Regions from separate parts of the Oryctolagus cuniculus genome. Here region 1 is linked to region 2. A link is a contact called in public Hi-C data. All regions are on one chromosome and are shown on one strand. Each heading gives the region's core, a stretch centred on a gene start, on an enhancer-like site or on the middle of the called end of the contact. The rest is flanking DNA. Distances are from core to core; before and after follow the strand shown. Region 1 overlaps ERC1 (ELKS/RAB6-interacting/CAST family member 1). Region 2 overlaps B4GALNT3 (beta-1,4-N-acetyl-galactosaminyltransferase 3).

Region 1 (4,028 bases), core at 695-3,194, 530 kb before region 2:
TTGCAAACAGAAATGAATGACTGTTCAAACAAGTCTAAGGAGGAGAATATGCTATCTGCTCATTTTACATCATGCCTATTGGCCTGAAAAATTTCACATACAAAAAAAAAATTACAAGCAGGATTATCCAGATCTTGTTAAATGATCAATCATGATTGGCAATAGAAAAGGTGTTAATATTCTTTCATTAATTTACTAAAGAGCAATGTTTAGAGTTAAAAATACAACTCATGGGGATCAACATGGTGGTACAGTGGGTTAAGGAGCCACCTGCAATGTCAGCACCCATATGAGCACCAGTTCAAATCCCAGCCGCTATACTTCCAATTCAGATCCCTGCTATCGCACCTGGAAAAGCTGTGGAAGATGGCCCAAGTGCTGGCCCCTGCCACCCACCTAAGTGACTCAGATGTAGTTTCTGGCATCTGGCTCAGCCCTGGCTGATGCTCTCTTGCTCTCTCTCAATCTCTCTCTCTCTAACTCTGTGTTTCAAAACAATAAGTAAATCTTTATTTTTTTAAATCAAAGCAAAATTTCAAGTTTCTGCTTTTCTCGAGCAGTTCTTTTCTTTTTCAGGCTTCAGCATCCTTGACTCAAGGACAGAAGAACCCAGCTGTCTGCAAACATTCTTCACAGATTCAACCTCCCAAACAAGTTCTAGGTTAACTGTACTCACAGCACACAGGAGACACACATAAAAAGGGGGAAGATAAATAGAAAGAACCCTCAAAGATTTTTCAGTATCTTAACTCAGCCCAAGTCAAACAACAGTGTACTTTAACCCTTCACCATCTCCAGTAATAGCACTAAGCTGAGAAAAGGCATCTTCTTGTGAAAATGGACTTTAAGGACAAATGGCACAATGGAAAGTGGAGGAAGAACCACATAAACATGTGGTTGCATGGTATGCAACTGTTCTCATTTTCAGAAATCATTGCAAAATATAAACTAACTGGGAACATCTTTCCCTTTTTTAATTCCTCCTATTCACTATCTATTTTAACTATTTTTCTCTCTTTGTGCATCCCCTTATCTTCCTTTTCCAAATCTCCTCAGTTCGTACCTTCCAATTGCCATAATACTGAGAGACATTCCTCAGGTGTTCTGCTTAGATTCAGAATCCCTGGCCTAGAATTTATTCAATATTAGCACTTTTAACCCCTGCACATCCTTACATGACAGCTGTTATACTAACAAGGTTTGGTGACTGAAATATTAAAAAGAACAAAAACTAGCAACAGAATCAAATAATGTTTTAAAACAATTATTTTTCATTATCACAAAAGCAACAACTTACATTTTTTTTTTAAGTAGCACATACAGGTTTGAAATGTTGTAGCTGGCCTTTAGACAAAGCTTGGTACACATATGTATTAAAGATCTAAAACTTTTATGGACAGCTTACACAACCTTTACTAACAGAATGAGAACCAAAGTTTGAACCAAAGGACTCAAGCTTTGGTATATAATGGAATCACCTGCAAAGCTTATTAAAACTCAAAGACTACTGGCAGGCACCACAGCTCACTTGGCTAAACCTCCGCCTACAGCGCCGGCACCCTGGGTTCTAGTCCCGGTTGGAGCACCAAATTCTGTCCTGGTTGCTCCTCCTCCAATCCAGCTGTCTGCTGTGGTCCAGGAAGGCAGTGGAGGATGGCCCAAGTGCTTGGGTCCTGCACCTGCATGGGAGACCAGGAGGAAGCACCCGGCTCCTGGCTCCGGATCGGCGCAGTGCGCCAGCCATAGTGGCCGTTTGGGGGGTGAACCAACAGAAGGAAGAACTTACTTTCTCTCTCTCTCTCTCTCTCTCTCTCTAACTCTGCCTGTCCAAAAAAAAAAAAACAAAAAACACCAACAACAACACCTCAAACACTACTAAGCACTACCCAAGGCTTGCCTGTAATTCGGCATTTGTCCAACAGATGTCCTCACTCCTCCATCAACCAAAGGAAAACCGCTACAGCAAAACCATACGAAATCTAATAGTCTCACAATAATGTAGTTTCAACACAAACAGAAAATACGATACTTCGGAAAATTTTAGTTTTCCTCCTTGGAGGAAAGGATTTACCTGCTATCTGTAGAAGCATGTTTATAAACGAACTAAGAAACTAATCACAGATGTCACAGAAACCAATGCCCTTTTTTTTTTTTTTTGGACAGGAATAGTTAGTGAGAGAGACAGAAAGAAAAGTCTTCCTTCCATTAGTTCACCCCACAAATGGCCGCTACGGCCAGCACACTGCACTGATCCGAAGCCTGGAGCCAGGTGCTTCCTCCTGGTCTCCCATATGGTTGCAGGGCCCAAGCACTTGGGCCATCCTCCACTGCACTCCTGGGCCACAGCAGAGAGCTGGACTGGAAGGGGGGCAGCCGGGACAGAACCGACACCCCAATCGGGACTAGAACCCGGGTGTGCCAGCGCCGCAGGCGGAGGATTAGCCTAGTGAGCCGCAGCACCGGCCACCAATGTCCTTTCATGTTAGTATCTAATGCTGGACTCACCACTGCTTTATGTCCTGGAAATAAATGGGGAGAAATTCTTCCAAATAAATCAGGAAACAAAGTTTTATCAATTTTTTTTTAATGTGAAACTGATTGCAAGATGGCTTTTTTATTTTCAATTTATTTAAATGAAGATTTTTTTTCTTCTTAAGATCTATTTTTTTTTACTTTTTTAAAATTTTTTGACAGGCAGAGTGGACAGTGAGAAAGAGAGACAGAGAGAAAGGTCTTCCTTTTGCCGTTGGTTCACCCTCCAATGGCCGCCACAGCCGGCGCACCGCGCTGATCCGATGGCAGGAGCCAGGTACTTATCCTGGTCTCCCATGGGGTGCAGGGCCCAAGAACTTGGGCCATCTTCCACGCACTCCCTGGCCACAGCAGAGAGCTGGCCTGGAAGAGGGGCAACCAGGACAGAATCCAGCGCCCCGGCCGGGACTAGAACCCGGTGTGCTAGCGCCGCAAGGCGGAGGATTAGCCTAGTGAGCCGCAGCGCCGGCCCAAGATCTATTTTATTTACTTGAAAGGCAGAGAACCAAGACAGAAGGAAAGAGATCTTCATCTGCTGGTTCCCTCCCCAGATGGTCCCACAGCCAGGTCTGAGGTAGGCAGAAGTCAAGAGCCAGAGATTCCATGTAGGTTTTCCCACATGGGTGGCAGGGGCCCAATTACTTGAGTCCTCATCCACTGCTTTCCTAGGTGCATTAAGAAGTGTCGCTCCCCCTCTTCATGGAGGAACGACACTAAGCCCTGCCTAGGCTTCATATCCGAGTCACGGCACCAATATGTCGCTCCCCCTCTTCGTGGAGGAACGACACAGGACCCTGCGCTGTTCTTTCGTCTGCTCGGCCCTCCCCGGGTTTGCTGCTGGTTCTTCCCGGGTTGGCTACTATCCCTTCCACCTCCGTGGAAGGGCAGTTCCCCCTGGCCACATTCCCCACTTCCGCAGGGGAGCGGCACACCGCCGACCGGCTCTCTCGGGGGCTGCACAGGTGCTCCCTTAGATGTTCCCCTTAGATGTTCCTGGTGCATGCCGTCTCTCTCCTCCTTTATAGTCCTCTTCCACCAATCCCAACTCTGCTACCCACACGCCGAGTACGCTGCTCTCCTCCAATCAGGAGCAGGTCCCACAGTTTATTGGTTGAACTGGAGGCAGCTGTGTAGAAGCTGTTTCCCTTCTCAGCGCCATATTGTGGGAAAGCAGATGCATAGAATAAGTCTTAATTCCAGTAACTTAGTCTAGTCCGAGTTGCTCCCAGTTGCTCCCCACAAAGAAGGAAGCTGGATTGGAGGCAGAGCAGCTGGGACTCCTCTAGGCACTCTGATATGGGATGCTGGCATTGAAGGCAGCAGCTTAACACGCTGCACCACAATGCCAGCCCCTTTAACACAGATTTTAAAGTTACAAAGTGTTTTCAAAACTTTTTCTAAATCTGATAACTTTGGTTAATGGTGACTGACAGAATATTTCTAAAGACATACTGACAACTAAAGTTAACATGAGAAATACTAACAATGTATTTCAA
Region 2 (4,235 bases), core at 131-2,630:
TGCCCCGCCCCCAGGACCTTCTGGGAGCACAGCCCTGTGCCGTGTTTCCAGGGAAGACGGACAGTCCCCACTGACCGTTAGTGTCAACACAGTGTGCAAATGAGTTTGCCCTCCTGTTGGGGAACATTCCTTCCTCTCTGACCCAAGTTCAGTTTCATAAAGAGACAAAAACATAGGCCAGCAAAGTTTAAGGGGGTCTACGATCGCCGGTGGAACAATGGAGCCATGGGGACTTCCAGGGACAGAGGCTGTCCCTGAGTGGGAGCTGCCACTCAGCAAGAGGGCCTGGGTGGGGGTGGGGAGGGGTGAGAAAGAGGGAGGGACGGGGTGGCGCTGGGGGAAGCTGGGAAACTGCTGGAGTGGGCCTGTGGTGTCCACAGCCGCAGCATCAAACCCACGGCCGCCGGCCCCCCACGCCCCACCCCTGCGCCATCTTCAGAGCCCCCGAGGCAGCACTGGTTGGCAGGGGGTGCAAGGGTGCCTTTCCTCAGGGCGTCCCTGGGGGGTCTTGCGTGAAGGTCGAAGGTCAAGTGGAGCCACCGGGACACAGAGGGCCTTTGAGAGTGACTCAGGCTGGGGAGAGCTCCGCGTGGCTCCTTCCCGGAGGGGAGGAACAAAGTGTCATTCAGCGGCCCCAGAGCTTCTGCTCCCCCAGAGACCTGCTCTTCCTCTGCTTCACAGCCGTAGGGACCAGACTGCGGCCCCCCGACCCCTGTGCTGAGAGGGACCGCGGGCTGGCAGGGGCCGGGGTCAGAGGTGGGCGCGCAGGCAGCCCAGGGAGGGCCGGAGAGCTGGAGAGGGAGAGCCCAGATCCCAGGCCCGGAATGACTCAGACTGCGGCTGCTGCGGCCCAGCCCACATTCCCGGGCCTTTGTGCCTGACGTGCCTGGGCCTGGCCTTAAAGGGCCAGCTCCTCTGAGGCGGGAGCAAAGGCTACCTTGCCCACCCCCACTGCGTTGCCCCCAGTCTCGGGGCTGTGGGTAAGGAGGATGGCATCCTACAGGATTTCAGGGTTGATCTAATGCAGTCCTCAGGCTATCAGGGAGGGGCACTAGGCCATTTAAGTCATCCCTCTGCCTCTGAGCGGGCTGCACCTAAACTGGCCCAGCAGGATTAAGAAAACTCTGTCCTTGCTTTTACAGAAGCTACTACCCAGTGACCCTTTCCAAGGCACTCTGGCCAGGGCCTTGAAGCGGGCTCCCTCCTAACCACCACCTCACCCCACCGCACTGGGCCTCACTTCAGCGTTGGCTGACTCGTAGCCTCTCGTAAGGCACACGCGCTTGGTGGATCCCAGGTGGACCGCTCCAGGCCTGTGCACCAAGCTCCCGGCCCGGGGCCTCCAGGCAGTCCAGGCTGCATCCCATCCTGCCCTGGGTGTGGATTCCTGGTGGAGAAACTCCAGCTGGCAGCCAGTGCCCAGGGCACATCTCTGGGCCCCGCATGCCACCATGTGGACACTGGGAGAAGTGACACCTCCAGGAGACGAGTGCCTAGCCTATGCCACCCACCCAATGCAGGCCCTGAAAGGGCGGGCTCAGCTCAAAGCAGCCCTGAATTGACATCCAGCAAAACTGGAGCCCAGACCAGGCCCCACATTCAGGGAGGAGAGGCGGAGGCCTGCGCCTCCGCCTCCGAAGGCCGCTGTGAATCCTGCATCGTCTGTGAGAATGTAGCTCCAAGCCCCACCCAGCTCTGCCGGAACCCACTCTCAGCCCCCCTAGGAAGACTGCCAAGGCCCCAAGGCCCCCACCCGCCTCTGGCCCTGCCATTCAGCACTCAGATCAAAGCCCTGGAGGCCCGGGATCTGCTGGCCACTGACATGCAGCTCCTTGGAGAAGGAGCCTCCTCCGGGCGAGACGGGTTTGTCGGATTTGAACTGAGAGCCCATCTGGCGGGGGGAGACAGTGCCAAGCTGGTGACCACTGGACACGCTGATAGCTGTGGGGTGCATCAGGGGCAGGGAGGCTGGGGCCACAGCTGTATCTGGACAGAGCCTGGTGTGAGTGACCACCCACCAGACGGGTCAGTGCCAACCAGCGACCTGGGGGAGGGGCAGAATGGGCAGGTGACACAGCACAGGCACCAAGGGACATGGATGCACAGCCTGTCACACAAGGGGTTCCCTGCAGTCTCCTGGTCCCACGTACCCCCAGGCTCAATGAGTCCTACCCTGCCCAGAAAGGGGGTTCCCATGAAATGCTGATAATGACCAGGTCACGTGCAGGGACCTGCCCTGCGTTGGGCCGAGGGATGCCCAGGCTGAGTCTGCGCCCCACACGCAGCTCAGGCTTGACCCTGGAGCCTGGGAATGCTGCTGAGGTCGGTGGAGACTTCAGGCTGAGCTTCGAAGGGCCAGGGGCAGACACCCCTGCTGTTGGCCCAGCAGAGGTCTCCAATGAGGGGTCCGCAAGATTGGCTTTTGCGATATGATAAGAAAATTAAACTTGTATATATGTTAATTTTTATGTAATCTCAAAGTTTCTTTTGTATATTTTATGATATGTATTAGTCCAGTGAAATATGTTCATGATTTTTTAAAATATTTATTTATTTATTTGAAAGTCAGAGTTACACAGAGAGAGGAGAAAACAGAGAGAGACAGATCTTCCATCTGCTGGTTCACTCCCCAAATGGCCACTACGGCTGGGGCTGGGCCAGGCCGAAGCCAGGAGCCAGGGCTTCTTCTAGGTCTCCCACATGGGTGCAGAAGCCCAAGCACCTGTGCTTTCCCAAGTACATCAGCAGGGAGCTGGATCGGAAGTGGAGCAGCCAGGACTTGAACCAGTGCCCCTATGGGATGGGCACAGGTGGAGGCTTTACTTCCCTGATGTGTAATGAAAGGATGTACAGATGAAAGGTCTTCAAAAAGTTCATGGAAAATCAATTTTTGTAAAAAAAACTCCTCATAGGATGTTACTGTGGATTTGTTCCTGAGAGGAAGAGCGTGGTGGGGGCAAGAGGCGTGGAGTCACCACACAGACCCCGGGAGTCTGGTGAAAGCAGGCTTGAGGCCAGCAGCCCGCAGACTCGTTTATTTCAGTTGCTGCAGCTGCTTATATAGCCAAGGCAGCCAATCTGGTCAAGGGGTGGTCTATGCCCTAACCAGTCACAGCCTGTTGCCAGGCAGTTTCCAAAGCCATCCAATCACAGCCTGTTGCCAGTCAGGTTCTGTTGCCAGGCAGTTTCCGAAACCATCCAATCATGGCCTGTTGCCACGCAGTTTCTGTTGTTAGCGGCCATCTTGGCATGACCTTCTCACCTTCTCATTCCGCCACAATAGATTTCCAAAATTTTTACCCCAAAATAAACTTGTATTTTAATTATATTTTCCCACAATCCTTTTGAAGTACCCTCAAGTAGTATGAATGCATTACCAAAGATGGTTTTTAATGCTGGGATTATATTACCAAGAAATTTTGGCAACAACTGCATTTCAAGACATCTTAAGGATCCTTGGAGTTCAAAGGTGCTATCCAGATAGGCTTCTCTCCACTCTCGGCTGGCCTCTGTGTAATTATCCAAGTGAAGTGGCATGCTGGGGTCACACTGAGTACATGAAGTATCCAGACCCTCTGATATCTGCCCATCTACCAACCCATCCTCCCACCCCATCCATTTATGCACTAGTCCATCCATCCATCCATCCATCCATCTTCCTGTCTGTCCAACCATCCATCACCTGTCTGCCTGTCCATCCATCCATCCCTCCATCCACCCATCTATCCATCCCTGCATCCATCTATCCATCCCTCCATTCCCCATCCACCAATCCATCATCCATTTAACCATCCACTCAACAGATATCTATCCTATTGTGATCTTTTGGCTCAGCCTCCCTACCATCAGGCTAAAACATCTTCCAAAATCCTCCTTCCATTCTTTTATTTTAAAAAATTTTTATTTATTTATTTATTTATTGATAGGCAGAGTTAGACAGTGAGAGAGACAGACAGAGAGAAAGGTCTTCCTTCCGTTGGTTCACCCCCCAAGTGGCCGCTACGGCCGGCGCGTTGTGGCTGGTGCGCTGTGCCGATCCGAAGCCAGGAGCCAGGTGCTTCCTCCTGGTCTGCCATGTGGGTGCAGGGCCCAAGCACTTGGGCCATCCTCCACTGCCTTCCCGGGCCACAGCAGAGAGCTAGCCTGGAAGAGGAGCAACCAGGACAGAATCCAGTGCCCTAACCGGGACTAGAACCCGGGGTGCCAGCACCACAGGCGGAGGATTGGCCTAGTGA

What was found. Hi-C and Micro-C count contacts between places; a contact is called where the count stands out from the background.
Region 1: a contact with region 2 is called in a Hi-C map of an unstated tissue, with 4 times the contacts expected there. The contact joins two enhancer-like sites. A contact is called at or near these places in 3 of 6 Hi-C or Micro-C datasets (ear pinna, psoas muscle and an unstated tissue).

What each region holds. Positions count from the first base shown.
Region 1 is chr9:98,911,062-98,915,089 of mOryCun1.1, reverse strand. All of the region lies in intron 3 of ERC1 (ELKS/RAB6-interacting/CAST family member 1), which reads right to left. Among named protein-coding and RNA genes, the nearest start is that of ERC1, 100 kb to the right of the region's middle. Within about 2 kb of position 1,944, at least 2 of the 8 cell types and tissues checked have an H3K27ac peak or open chromatin away from gene starts, as enhancers often do.
Region 2 is chr9:98,382,301-98,386,535 of mOryCun1.1, reverse strand. B4GALNT3 (beta-1,4-N-acetyl-galactosaminyltransferase 3) reads right to left here. Exons shown (of 22, transcript XM_070049246.1): 22 at 2,531-4,235. All of the region lies in intron 1 of NINJ2 (ninjurin 2), which reads left to right. Among named protein-coding and RNA genes, the nearest start is that of NINJ2, 96 kb to the left of the region's middle. Within about 2 kb of position 1,380, at least 6 of the 8 cell types and tissues checked have an H3K27ac peak or open chromatin away from gene starts, as enhancers often do.